2 separate regions of the Mus musculus genome follow, and region 1 is linked to region 2. The links are chromatin contacts, called in public ChIA-PET maps. All regions are on one chromosome and are shown on one strand. Each heading gives the region's core, a stretch centred on a gene start, on an enhancer-like site or on the middle of the called end of the contact. The rest is flanking DNA. Distances are from core to core; before and after follow the strand shown. Region 1 overlaps Bmt2 (base methyltransferase of 25S rRNA 2). Region 2 holds the start of Tmem168 (transmembrane protein 168).

Evidence for each region. ChIA-PET counts read pairs in DNA pulled down with a chosen protein or histone mark.
Region 1: a contact with region 2 is called in an RNA polymerase II ChIA-PET map of effector CD8 T cells, with 28 read pairs. The contact joins the enhancer-like site here to the promoter of Tmem168 in region 2. A contact is called at or near these places in 7 of 39 promoter capture datasets (the C10 cell line, the HPC-7 cell line, fetal liver and 2 more), 1 of 15 datasets of contacts at CTCF or cohesin (the NIH/3T3 cell line), 5 of 484 Hi-C or Micro-C datasets (B cells, CD8 central memory T cells, the HPC-7 cell line and 2 more), 10 of 115 datasets of contacts at active chromatin or transcription factors (DN3 thymocytes, the SCID.adh cell line, bone marrow-derived dendritic cells and 5 more) and 3 of 9 other capture datasets (adipose tissue, liver and pancreatic islet).

Annotation. Positions count from the first base shown.
Region 1 is chr6:13,647,224-13,654,315 of GRCm38.p6, forward strand. The region is part of intron 2 of Bmt2 (base methyltransferase of 25S rRNA 2); the gene reads right to left. Among named protein-coding and RNA genes, the nearest start is that of Bmt2, 27 kb to the right of the region's middle. Within about 2 kb of position 3,853, at least 15 of the 459 cell types and tissues checked have an H3K27ac peak or open chromatin away from gene starts, as enhancers often do. A contact at or near this core is called in CD8 central memory T cells and effector CD8 T cells, where this site is marked.
Region 2 is chr6:13,605,628-13,612,605 of GRCm38.p6, forward strand. It overlaps Tmem168 (transmembrane protein 168), which reads right to left and starts at 2,471. Exons shown (of 5, transcript NM_028990.5): 1 at 2,203-2,471.

The DNA.
Region 1 (7,092 bases), core at 2,603-5,102, 43 kb after region 2:
CCTTTATACAAACGATAAATGGGCAGAGAAAGAAATTAGGGAAACAACTCCCTTTACAATAGCTACAAATAATATAAAATATCTCGGGGTAACTCTAACTAAGCAAGTGAAAGACCTGAATGACAAGATCTTCAAGTCTTCACCAACTCCAATTGGACAGAGAACTAATATCTAAAATATATAAAGAACTCAAGAAATTAGACACTAACAAACCAAATAACCCAGTTAAAAATGGGTACAGAGCTAAACATAATACTCAACAGAGGAATCTCTAATTGTTGAAAATAAATGTTCAACGTCCTTAGGCATCAGGGAAATGCAAATCACAATGACTCCGAGCTTCTACCTCACACCAATCAGAATGGCTAAGATCAAAAACTCAAGGGACAGCAGATGCTGGCAAGGATGTGAGTCAAGGGAACCCTCCTCCAACGCTGCTAGGAGTGCAAATGTGTACAACCACGTTGGAAATCAATTTAGCACTTTCTCAGAAAATTGGGAACAGTTCTATCTCAAGACCCAGCTATAAGACTCCTAGGCATATGCCCAAAAGGTGCTCTACCACACTACAAAGACACTTGCTTAACTATGTTCGTAGCAGCTTTATTTGTAATAGCTAGAAACTAGAAACAGTCTAGCTATCCCTCATCAGAACAATGGATAAGGAAAATGTGTTACATTTACAAAATGGAAATACTATCCAGCTATCAAAAACAAAGACATCATGAAATCTGCAGGCAAATGGATGGAACTAGAAAATAACATCCAGAGTGAGGTAGCCCAGATCCAGACATGCATGGTATGTCCTCCCTTATAAGTGGATATTAGACATAAAGTACAAAATAGCCATGCTATAATCTACAGATCCATAGAAGCTACCTAACAAGGAGAGTCCAAGGAATGATGCTTGCCTCTCACTCAGAAGAGGAAATAAAACAGGCATTGGAGGTGGATGGACAGAAGGAACTGGGTGGGAAAGGGTGTGATAAGGGGAATAGGGGTGGGGATCACCTGTGGGAAGAGTAAGGAGAGGGCTGGGAGAAAGAATGGCAATCGGTGGAGAGGCATCTCTGTCTCAAGCTGGAGACATGGGATGGGGTGGTTCCTGGGAGTCTACAGGGGTGACCCTCTCTGAGACTCCTAGCAACTGGGCACATGGAGACAGACTTAAGTGAACCACTTCTTGTATCCAGGCAGGATTTCCAGTAGAGGAGGGAAACATCCACCCACCCATGTTGGACTCAAAAGTTCTCCTACCTACAAAATGCAAATGAATAAAGATGGAGCAGAGACTAAGGGAATGACCAACCAGTGACTCACCCATCCTATGGGAGAGAGCCAATCCCTGACACTATTAATGATACTCTGCTATGCTTGCAGACAGGAGCCTAGCACAACTGTCTTCCAAGAGTCTTCATTCAGCAGCTGATGGAGACATGCAGAAACCCATAGCCATATATTTGGTGGAGCTCAGGGTTCTAGTAGAATCGTTGGGATTAGGATTGAGGGAGATGGAGAGATTAAGGATACCAGAAGATCTACAGAGTCAACCAACTTTGGCCCACTGAGGCTCAAAGGGACTGACTCAACAGCCAACAAGCATAAATTAGCTCCTTACACATTCATAGCAGATGTGTAGTTTGGCCTTCATGTGAGTTCCCTAACAAATTGGAGTTGGGGCTATCTCTAACCCTGTTGCCTGCCTTTGGATCTCTTTCCTCTAGCTGGAATGCCTAGTCTGGCCTCAGTGTGAGAGAATATGCTTAGTCCTGCTGTGACTTGATTTGCCAGGTCCTGTTGGTAACCATGTGGGCCTCCCCTTCTCTGATGAGAAGGGAAGGAGGTAATGGGGAGAAGAGTTCTATATGGATGGGACTGGGGGAGAAGGAGAAAGGGGGGCTTCAATCGAGATGTAAAGTGAAAAAATTAATGAAAAGAATAAATAAAATAAAATGGCTCAAGAATGTGAAGCAACAAGGTCTCATGTGACCTTTGTGCACATTTAAGTACATTTATGATTTTATGCATATATATATATAACAATATAGATTTGTTTATATAAACAGTTGTATTTATGTGTGTACATATACATATACATTTAAATACACATACATGTAACTATATATACATATATTATTGTTACTTATATATATTTGTACCAATAATAAAGAAAAAGAGGCTTTCAACTTAAGAGTGGAGAGCATGGGTTGGAGGAAGGTGATGGGAGAAGCTGGAGGGAGGAAAAAGAAGTGATATAATTATATTTAGTTAAAATTTGAAACAAAATATAGTAAAAAATGTCAAATAGAGGTAAGTTTAAGGACTATGTAACATTTTAAATAAATGATAAAATTACTACATAATATAGAAAATTAATAGATTATGTTTAACGCAGGAGAATTTTTTTTGGTACAGATGCATGTAGCACATATGTGTGTTTATGTATTTAAATGTATACACATACACACATTCCTTTTAGGACTCTGTCTTGTGCTCCAGGCTACACTGCTGATGTAACCTAATCAACAATTACGAATTCTCTCATCTGATTTGATTAATACCCTTGAATGGCTCAAATACTCAGGGAGACACTAATTTTATTGATTTTATAGCCTTGAACACATGGGCACAGGGTAAATTTTCCTGAAAAGAACACCAATGGCTTATGATCTAAGATCAAGAATCAACAAAAAATAAAATTGCGAAGCTTCTGTAAGGCAAAGGACACTGTCAACAGACAAACTGACAACCAACAGAATAGGAAAAGATCATTGGCAATCCTACATCCAATAGACGGCTAATATCCAATATATACAAAGAACTCAAGAAGTTAGACTCCAGAGAAACAAATAACCCTATTAAAAAATAGGGTACAGAGCTAAACAAAGAATTCTCAACTGAGAAATATCAAATGGCCAAGAAGCACCTAAAGAAATATTCAACATCCTTAGTCATCAAGGAAATGCAAATCAAAGAACCCTGAGATTCTACCTTATACCAGTCAGAATGGCTGAGATCAAAAACTCAGATGACAGCAGATGCTGCCAAGGATGTGGAGAAGGAGGAACACTCCACCATTGCTGGTGCGAATGCAAGCTGATACAACCACTCTGGAAATCAGTTTGGTGGTTCCTCAGAAAATTGGACATAGTACTACCTGAGAACCCAGCTATACCACTTCTGGGCATATACTCAAAAGATGCTCCAACACATAACAAGGACACATGCTCCACTATGTTCATAGCAGCCTTATTTATATTACCCAGAAGCTAGAAACAACCCAGATGTCCCTCAACAGAAGAACGGGTACAGAAAATGTAGTACTTTTACACAATGAAATACTGCTCAGCCATTAAAAACAATGACTTCACGAAATTTACAAAAGTGGATGGAACTTGAAAATGTCATTCTGGGTGAGGTAATACAGCCACAAAAGAACACACATGGTGTGTACTCACTGGTAAGTGGCATTAGGAAAAAGCTTGGAATACCAATGATACAACTTACAGACCATATGAAGGTCAAGAAGAAGAAAGACCAAAGTGTGTATGCCTCAGTCCTGCTTAGAAAGGGAAACAAAATAATCATGGAAGGTAGAGGGTGGGAGGGACTTGGGAGGAAGAGAGGAAGGGGAGAGGGAAAAAAGCGGGGGCAGGATCAGGTATGGGAGGAGATGGGGGAGATATACAGAAGGTATTACAAGGGATACAAATTAGGAAAGAGACAAACAGGAAGATGTGTGTGGGAGGTATCAAAAAGCTTCCTGTCTTCTTCAGGAAATCCACAAGAAACCCTGTAGAAACTCTCTGTACCCAGTCCTTTGAGTTTTTATAAGATTTCCTCACATACCCATGATTGAACTCTATAAAATGTGGTTAGACAGACAGGGCATGATCTAAAGCTAACTCTGTGCTTAAACAGAGCAAGACCTGGATCCTTTTTGGTCTCATGAACCATTCTTCCGTCCAGAGCAAAGAACATAACGCTTCCAGAGTGAGGAGGGTCTTCCTGCACACTACAAAATGGTAGCATCAAGAAATGTACTCATGGGCAACTAGAAGGCAGAGGGTTTCCAGGAGAGTTTTAAATTTTTAATTGGTTGCTTTTGAGAAGGAATATGGACCAGGAGCTTCAGTTGAAAACAGACAAACTGCATCAAAATATGGCACACTAGAAAAGTAGAAATTTAAATATACAAAGATTTGAACAGTTCAAAACAGAGGCCTGAACTATTATATGGTAATTCAAAGAGTTTCTAAGAGCAGTGCTAATGACTACAAGACAACTATGACAAGTGATTTTCTGGATTATTCCTGTTAAGACAACCCTTTCTACTTGTTTCAACTTAGTTAGCATCAAAGTTCAGGGATGTAAAGGTGAATCATTTTAAATCCACATAATTAAGTTTGTTTCACGTTGCTATCCTGTATCCAAACTGATGACTAGCACACAGCTAGTCAATGAGTTTCTTGATACTTATAGCTTTCCTAATATAGTAAGGTAATGAATATAGGAGGACACCATGCCTAGGTATGTAATGGGACCATACAGGTACCAGAAGACCAACTCAAATATCTATTAACTAGTGAAGCTAAGAAGGATTTACGTGTGTAAATATATGAAAAGTGACTAGCAAAATTTTTCTGCTTATAATTTGTTAAAAACAAATCAAACACTTAAAGCAGCTGAGATATGAACAATTTTTCCTTTTAGATTCTAAAACCTATTACTGCTTTTATTATCATTTTTCCTACCATGAAATGAAAAAAATATTTTCTCTATAGATTGCTTGATATTTAAAAAATACATGGTAAATAAAAATTAAAGAAATAATTTGCCTATAACTGATATTGTTCCTATTTAAGGAGGGTAATGGACAATGTTAATCATCAGCCTGACAGATTTTAGAACCATTTGAAAGATGGCCCTTTGGGGTATTATGTTAATGGTGACCACTGAAGAAGGAAGAAGCATCTTGCCAATGGACAGGACTATTCTCCCTGGCAGAAGATTCTAAACTATGTAAGTAGAGAAACTGCACGGTACACTAGAGAAACATTCATTATCGGGTTTTTTTGGTTGTTGTTGTTTTTTTTGTTTTGTTTTGTTTTTGACTGTGAATAAACTACAACCAGCTGCTACCAGTGCCTGCTGCTCTGACTTTCACACTATGATGGACTGTACCTCGAACCATGAGCCATAGGAAACCCTTCCCCCTTTAAGTTGCTTTAGTCAGAGTATTTTATCAGAGCAACCAGAAGAGAAACTAAGATAGGAATTGGTACAGAAGTAGGCCTGATAAATCTATTTAGTTCTTAGACAACTGGAACTGTGTTGTAGCTAGAATGTGGAAGAGTTTGAAACTCTAGATTAGAAAAGCCAAAACATTATCTATGTGCCTCCATAAAAAATATGTACTTAATAAATATGCAATTAATTACGGATGCCTTTCAACTTCTAAATAGAAATAGAATTAAAGGCCAAAGCTGTGTAATGGGTCAACAAGATGACTCCATTGTTAAAAGTGCTGTGGCCCAAGCTTAGTCTCCGGATCCTTGGGTGCAAGGAGAAAAACATCCGTCAGGAGTTATCTTCTGATGTCCCCTCTCCACAACTGAAAACTGTGGGTGAGGAAAGCAAGACAGAGTAGGTTAATGAAATCATACATGATAGGAACTAAGAACCACTGAAGCTCAACTAGCACAGCCTAGGAGACGTGAGCGTTGCTCTTTCTGTGGCTGTGATAAAATTCTCTTGACAAAAGCAATCTGAGGAAGAAAGGGTTTACTGTGTGTCACAGTTCATGGTAGTTGTGAAGTCAAGGCAACAGAAGCCTGACACAGCTGTTCAGGCTCTGCATTCATACTCAAGAAATAGACAACAGAGCTGGCAAGATGGCTCAGGGAATGAAGAGAAGTAGAGCAGATCAAATGAACTGGAAAGGAAGAACGAAAACTTGGCATGCACAGAGAATCTTGTGAATATCTATCTGGACAATCCAAGATAAACAATCATGAACTAACAAGAATAGTAATAAAATTATGTTAAGTGGTGATATATATAAAACACAAAAATGAGATGTAGCCATAAACATTTTACACAAATACATACACTAGCCTATTAGAATATATAAGGAAAGTTTATATATTTATAACAACAACAATAAAACACCTAAAAGTAAAACCACTATATAGAAATCCTTGAACTACTGGCTAAAAACTAGAACAAATCAAATAAACTACTTTATTTCATGGGCAAGATGATGCAATATTGTGAAGGCATCAGTTTTTACAATTTATAATTTCATCCTAAGAAATTAAGAAAATAAGTAAACCAGTTGATTCTAAAATATACAGTGAAAAAATAATCAAGAAAACTCTGGGAAGGTTTATAAAAGGGTGGACAGGATAGATGACACAGAACAAGATCATGTAAGCCTATGACTAAAACACTGGCATCAGTCAGAAATCAATATACATAACATGAAAAAAATTACAGGACAAAATCAACTATGAGGTAAACAGTAAAGCAGGTAGGCATCAGGATATAACACTATGATCTAGTTTTTCGCATAAGCGATGTTGGAGAAATGGGAAATCTTATGGGGAAAGTTATTTAGGGAGACAAAACAGAAGTACTGGTTCACACTAGCTAAACTCCAAACAGGTGAAATATATAAATACAAAAAATTGAAATTATAAAAATACTAGAACAAAATGAATAAATAGTGAGTAGGAATTCCTATAGTCTGCAATTCAGAAAATCTTTCTAAATATATTTTAATTGGTACAGTAAGGAAGAACATTTATAATATACAGTACAACAATTCAATATGCTGTCAATATTTATATTTCTACTTTATGATATTTAAGAGTGCCACAGGTATAAAATACTGATTATGTTGTTCTATCCAAAAATCCAATAGTCTCAAAACCCAGGAAAAGTCAGTTTAATATGATCCTGAAGGCAGGGAAAAGCTGATGTTCTCTGAAGATAGGTAGGAGAAATTTTTTAGTTATTAAAGGGAATTACTCCATTCAGACTTTGAACTGGCTAGGTGAGACCAAAGGTTATCTGTTTTACTTGTCTAAC
Region 2 (6,978 bases), core at 1,221-3,720:
CTAGTACTTAAGTGCTTATTCACTTACTAGGTCGGCTTTTAAAACTACCAATGGGTAAAGAAACAACAGAAAAAAATCTTTGTTCTCCCCATCTTGTCTACCACATTCAGTTTCCTCCCTCCTCACAGCTAATGTTTGATCAAGTTCTCATACACTCACTTCAAAATGCTGAAAGGTGTGATTCCCTCAGTGCAACTGCTCTGGCAACTTCTAGAATGATCCGCAAGTTCCTGAACATGATGGAATCCTTACAGGAGTCTCCACGTTTTCTTTAGAAGCCTTCATACTGATGAGTACTATCGCCTTCTGAAACTTCCCTTGGCTTCTAAAGTCTAGGAATCCATATTTTTTTCACAAGTCAGTGCTTTCTCCATGATTCTCTTGAAAGTTGTTCATTGCTAACCCATGCTTAATCCCAACCCTAGGCTTTGAGCAATCTAAATTGCTTCCATATATTATGTAATTTTGAAAAAGAACTACAGCTGTACCATGAAATATTGTGCAGTCACATTCTTATGAGCCTTAGTTTTAAAGGTTTTTACCCATTCTGACTTTTAAAAATAGCCTTAACTAGAAATGAAAACAAATTTTAAAAGCATTGTGACTGTTTTTACTTGAGCTGCCTTCCCTAATGATTTGATGGAAGACTCCAGAGGCAAATAAAAGCAGAATGGAGTCAATGAGCAAGTCACTGCTAAAGTCCATTAGAAAGATCTCCGGCTGGGGTCATAACTCAGAAAGCATACTTAGCATTGGGGAGGCGCTGGCTTTGACCCCACTATAGTCCTATCTACTCCTTTAACCTTCCCCCACACTTCTTGACCCATGAGTTAATCCTCACACGTTCTTGATTTCTCTTTCCCTAAGCATCTCTTTCACATTTCTACTACTTCTTATCCGCCAAAAAATCACCACCTAAATTTTGGTGACAATGACCTCATTCTTAAACATGTTCCTTTTTTTTTTTTTTCCCTTCCCTATCAACTTCTGCCCTTCTTAAAGTGTGTTTTTAAGACCCGAATTTTATCGTGTTATGCTCCACTATGCAAAATTCTCTATTGGCTTTCCACCCCTCACAGTATTACAGTGTAAACTTTTCAGTGCCTTTATAAAGTGCTACACAGTGGACAGGAATAACTGCCCCATCTGTTACTGCTCTTCCTCTCACTTTTATTCCAACTACACTTCAATTATGAACTACAGAAATGGCGTGCCCTCTCTGGACATATTCCTTTTCCTCCTCCTAGCCCTATCTGCCCTTTATCTGTCAAACCCTTCATTCAGGTGTGGGCTTACAATTCTTTTCGTAGGAGAATCGCCTCTCGGATCACTCTCTCTGAAATGGAAAAGTAAAACTACTCTTTTCTTCACCATTTGTTTAATGTCTGCATTCTTCACAGGTCACAAAGTCTCTGGGGAGATCTGTCTTCCACAATGCACGCTCAGTATCCAGCAGTCTGTAATCAAGTTAACATTCAATTCCGAAGGGGGGGGGGCGGGGAGAGGAGACTGACTAATAATAGAAAAAACTACTTAAGAAATGCAGATAAAATAAACCACTTTCTAATAAGCCACAGCTAGCACTAGTACTTAAGTGAGAGTCCAGGAATCATTGGCTTGTCTGCTCTTGGCTTTACTCCAACCTTCACTTAATTCACCAAATTTCTTCCAAAACAGAAAAGTGCCCTCATGGTGTCCTAAGACAATGGACTTCAAGACACAATGTATCGCTTTCATAATCCTTCAGTGGAAATCTATGTCTGTTCCTCGTAGGGGAAATGTCCAAACCTGAAAGAACAACACTGAGCCGTCAGGAGTTGGAGACCTGCAGCCTAGTTTCTCTGAGTTCCTGCTAATAACTCTTTCGGCCCACCTCTTAACTAGAAGAATGGCAACTCGGACTCTCCTTTTTGAGCAGCTATGGTAACTTCTCTCCCGTTAGGGCTCGATCTAGCGAGAGATGGAGAAGTGGGCTCGGGACCCTGGCTGTTCCGCTACCCCTTAGCTCTGGGACGAGGCGACACCACGCGACTCCCGGGTCAGGGTGAGGCGGGACACCGAGGCACGCCCTCCCTTGGCGGTCGCCAGCCCCCGAGCATCGATCCCACCAGGAGGCCGACGGGGCGGGGCCTGGCCGGCTCAGCCGGACCCTGGGCGGCGCCCCAGCCCTCCGCCGCCCCTCGGCTCCCGGATGCCCCTTACCCGAGTCAGCGGTCGCCAGCGAGCCTCGCTCTTTCCGCTGCGAAGCTCGCAGAGCCAAAGGGCGCGGAGCCTCCGAGCCAGAACGCGGAGGTGATGTGGGGACGTGAGCCCGAGGCCTCCCGCACTAGCACCGCAAGGCCTCGGTAGAAACTTTCGCTAGGACCGACACGGCCGCCATGTTTCCGCCGCTGACTCCCAGCGCTACGGATCGCCGTCAGGGACAAGGCGCGCCGCGCGCTTCCTTCCCTGGCCCGGCCTCCTAGCCGCTCTCCACGCCCAGCGGCGAGCCTGGGGAGGCAGGTGCTCGCTGCGCTGCCCCACCCTGGGCCTGTTTAACTCCCACCCGGGATTAGCAGCAAAAGCAGGGAAGACCACGGATGATCAGGCCCCAAAGCAGCGAGGTCACCGCTTAGAGTTGGACCGAAACTGAGCCAGCTAGAGTGGGATAATTGCAAGTGGACTATAAATCTATGTAGAAGGCGTTGCTGCTCTTTCATATAGGTGGTATAATATATGGCTTTGCATATGCTGACCAAACCTTCAAAACCTGTCTCTCCTTGCCCCAGCCTGCTTTTCTAATTAAGTCCGCCATTAATCCCCAATCCTGAACATCTTTATTCTACAGCCCTAGCTAGCTTTCCTTGGCCCTAAGCGCACCTTCAAACACCACAGATGATTTTAATCTGCATTCTGATGGCACTTAAATTAACATAGTTGTACACACGTGAGCGCCGCATTTCACAGGTGCTGCGGAGCAGCAGTCTCAGGGGTTGAAATTGGTTTCTCCATCTGTGAAATGGTAACAAAACCTTTCTCACAGGACTGTGAATATACAGGGAAACAGTGTGTCCCTCCATGTACAAAATGAATTTAAAAGATATTCAATACCTGTAAGAACACGTTGTTAAGGAGGGCTTTAAGACAGTCTCGTTCGCGTACGGACCGCTATAAATCCATCTTGCAATGGAGAGGAGATAATGGTTCCAGTTCAATAGAGAGCTTGTAAAAGTGGGACTTTAACGATTAGGATGCGGTAGGGATGCTTGAGCAAATGGGGAATCACATTAGCTTTAAGGGGGACAATGACTTGGAAGCATAACAACATTGTTGCTAACACAACAAAGGTACTTGTTACCTTGAAAACAGGAAGATAAGAAAGATAGAAAGCTAAACTGACTTCATGGCGTTCTTAGTTAAAAACTAGATTTTACTAGGGAATGCACAGTTGGGCCTGAAAAACAAGTTCTGAACGAAGCCTGAATAGAATACGGCCAGGCAAAAAGCAAGAAAACCCCTTTCCTTTCCCAAAAAAAAACATTTCCACCAAAAAGTCCCTGCCTGCCTTCTGATTCCATTTCCTGCTGCTTGCAGCCCCTCATATAGGTCAAACCATTTCAAACCCCTAGCCCGCTCATGTGTAAACAAACACTGATAACATCTATCCGACAAAGTTTCTTCTGTGGATTGAGGGAGAATGTGTGTTTTAAAAATGCCTTACAACCTTTAAATGGCTTATCCTTTCAGATAAACCTCCAAATCCTTAAATAGGGCATGTGGGTGTTATCTCAGTGGTAGCATGCTTACCTAGCTTGCATGATGGAGCAAGGGGGGGGGGGGGGGCGGACAGAGGAACATCCTCATATAGAAACAAATTGTGTGTTTTTCACCTCCAGTTTAAACTCCCACACACTCCCCAACTCTGTGCTCCAGCCTGCTTTCATTTCCTCAAATGTAGCCCCTGCCACCCTGTCCAGTTTCTCTTACTATGGCATTAGCTTAAGTTTCTGATAGAAATGTTTTAATGTTTTTAAAACAAAGGGATCAAATATTGCTGGCCCTTGCTAGTTCTCAACACTTAATTTATATTAGTGTTATCTGTGTGTGTGTGTGGTTTTTTTTTTTTTTTTTTTTTTTTTTTTTCCATGTCTCTTAAAGTTACAGTCGCCTTGGAGACGCTTGAGGACACCAGAGCTCTGTTGAGACTCATTAAGGGAAAGATTTTTCCTCCTGGTCTAAAGAATGGAATCTACTTCTGACCCTGGTTGGAGAACTGACATTCCGATCTGCTCCAAAGGTTGTAACATTTCATGCCATTGTCTCCTCCCTTCAGAGTCAGTGGAGCTAGGCCTGCCTATTATCTGGTCAAAGGGCTGTCCCTCAGGAAAGGAATGGGAGGAATAATTATCCTCTTAGTGAGCTTTCCTTCCCAGAAGTCTCACTGCTTACAGAGCCCTGCCATGTGACTTAGCAGCTTTTCTGACTTAGGAGTTTTTCTCTTTCTTCTTTTACTTTCATATACGGCCAAGAGCCTAAGCATGTTTTCTCTCACAGTTGGGGTTTTTTGCTGTTTCTCTGAAACAATCCGGCCTTTCTTCCACTTAGCTGACCTCCATTCCTGAATATGCCCTCTGAACTTTTAAGTAGCACAGCTTTCTCTGTTTGTCTTCTCCATAGCTTTCCTCCTAGTAGCTACCAACCTGCCTGCCCTCTGACTTTAATTGTCCTTGGGATTCAGAATTCACTTCTATTAACAAAACTGAGAACCCAAAAAAGGAATCCCAATTCCCCTGGTAACAAATGGTGCTCTACATGGAGTTCTCCAAATTTTCTCACATCAATAAAGTGAAAATATAATCATTTTCATTTAATAAATGTGATTTATTAAAGCAGTTGTGACAGCCACTACATCTATAGGATTAAACCCATCTCTTGGATTCAGATTTCTCATATGGAGTAAAATGATTGGCTATAGACTTAATCCTGATTCCTAACCAGACTACCAAATCTATAATTTTGGGCCTCCCTACCTCAGAGATACTGTTTTCACTTCCAATTCAACTTGCCTTTTGTGGACACTTTAAACGTTTTTCATTTATTTGCTTTATGCCACCATCTGAGACCACTTTGGACAAACTCCTACCGTAGGAGTCCAGGGGCTGAAGCTGTAATGACAAAAACTATTCAGTTGCCTGTCTTTCAGACTTGACCTGATGGTAGAGGTAAGGGAATGAAGAAAAGACAGACACCAAGACACACAGAAAAGTTGGGATCAGGTAGGGCACATGCTCTGATGGAAATGCACAGCAGCCTGGAATGTTGGGGTATTGATTATGTATCTCCGAACAAGGAGTAGACTTACTGTATACTGATTGTGTGCTGGGGGAGTTCAGTTAGTTAATCTAGGTAGATAGTCTCTGTTGCGAACAGTTTCAGGTTGTAGTCATCCAAGAAGGGGAAGTTGTGGTTGATAATTTCTGTAAGCATGGATTTTAGTTAAAGGTCAATAGCTCTTAACCATCTGTACTTGAACCAGAGAAAGGCTCTCTTTCACCAGTCCTCTCAGCCTGACTTGCTAAAGGCCTAGCTGGTTCCCTGGGTCTGAAGCATTGTGATTCTTGACATGGCCACACCCATTTTAACAGTACACATTCACTCAAGATTTCATTTGCTGCCAAAGATATGTTCACTTAATCCTGAGTACCACCAAAGAGAACTTAATCCTGAGTAGCACCAAAGAGAAGATGATGACTTAGAAAAGCTTCAGCTGTAGGAGTGGAGTGGATGGAGCTAAGGTCTTAGGACAGTAGTGAAGGGTATGTGTGCTGTGGCATCTGCCTTTCATTATTAGATCTCAGGTGCCCAGGCTTGACAAGTATAACCCTGCTGTCCTCTTTCAATCCGTTTTATAGGCTATGAAATGTCTGTGAATAGCTCCATGGCCAATTAAAGACCCCTGTACTAATTATCCACTTGTAGTTGTTGTCTGTAGATTTCTAGATCTAGTTCCCCAAGAGTCCTTTGAGCTACCAAATATCCTCTAGCAAATTTATTTTCTACTTAAATCAGCCATTTCTACTTAAATAGCAATTTGTGTTGCTCAGTACTAAGACTCTTTAAAACAGACTTTTTCCTTCTCAAAAATGACCCGAAAGAAAGATGAAATTTCAAGACCTGTAAGTCATATAAAGTACTCAGAAATTGCTGGTTGTTTGTGAGCCTAGAGGCTGCCTGGGGCTGAGAAAAAAGAAAAACAAACCTGGGTATGCCCCGTAGTTAAAACATTCCTGGGAACAGCTTAACCTTAAAGATAAAGAGGAATGTGAAGACATAACAGGGCTATCTGAACTGAGTCAACAACTCACAGAACTGTGACACCCTGCATGTACATGTAATTTTTCTGCTGATGTTTGAATAAGCCAATAGTGTGTCGCTATGCTGAATTCCACACCCCTAAGCCCCTTACCCCATAAAAACCCCTAGCTTTCGAGCCTCATGGCCGACATCCGTTATCTCCTGTGTGGGATGCATGTCGGTCCGGAGCTCTGTCATTAAACGACCTCATGTAATTACATCAAGATGGTCCTTTGTGATTTTTTGGGTGCACCCCGAATCGGGAATTGAGTGGGGGTTTCCCCACTAGGTTCTATCAGACCCTCTGCCTTGTCACCTTGTTTCTTGATGATAATTATCATTTCTGTATATTTTAAAATATTTTGCATTTAAAGGTTCAAAAACCTTTAATCTGTACAATCAAAGGCAGTTAATTTGGATAGTCGGGTGCATGCATACTTTTTCAATGTCATGATGTAAAATCAGACTACAAGTATATTAATTAACACGAAGGGTTACAAGGGATTTTTTTTTTAACTGTGGAAATGAAAAGTGTTTAAGAAAATGCCTGGCTATCATATCACAAAGGCAGTTCTTCTTTTCCAAGAATCAAAGCCCTCCCCTCAAGGCTTGGGAGTCTGCAAAGAAGAGAAGGTGGAAAGACTG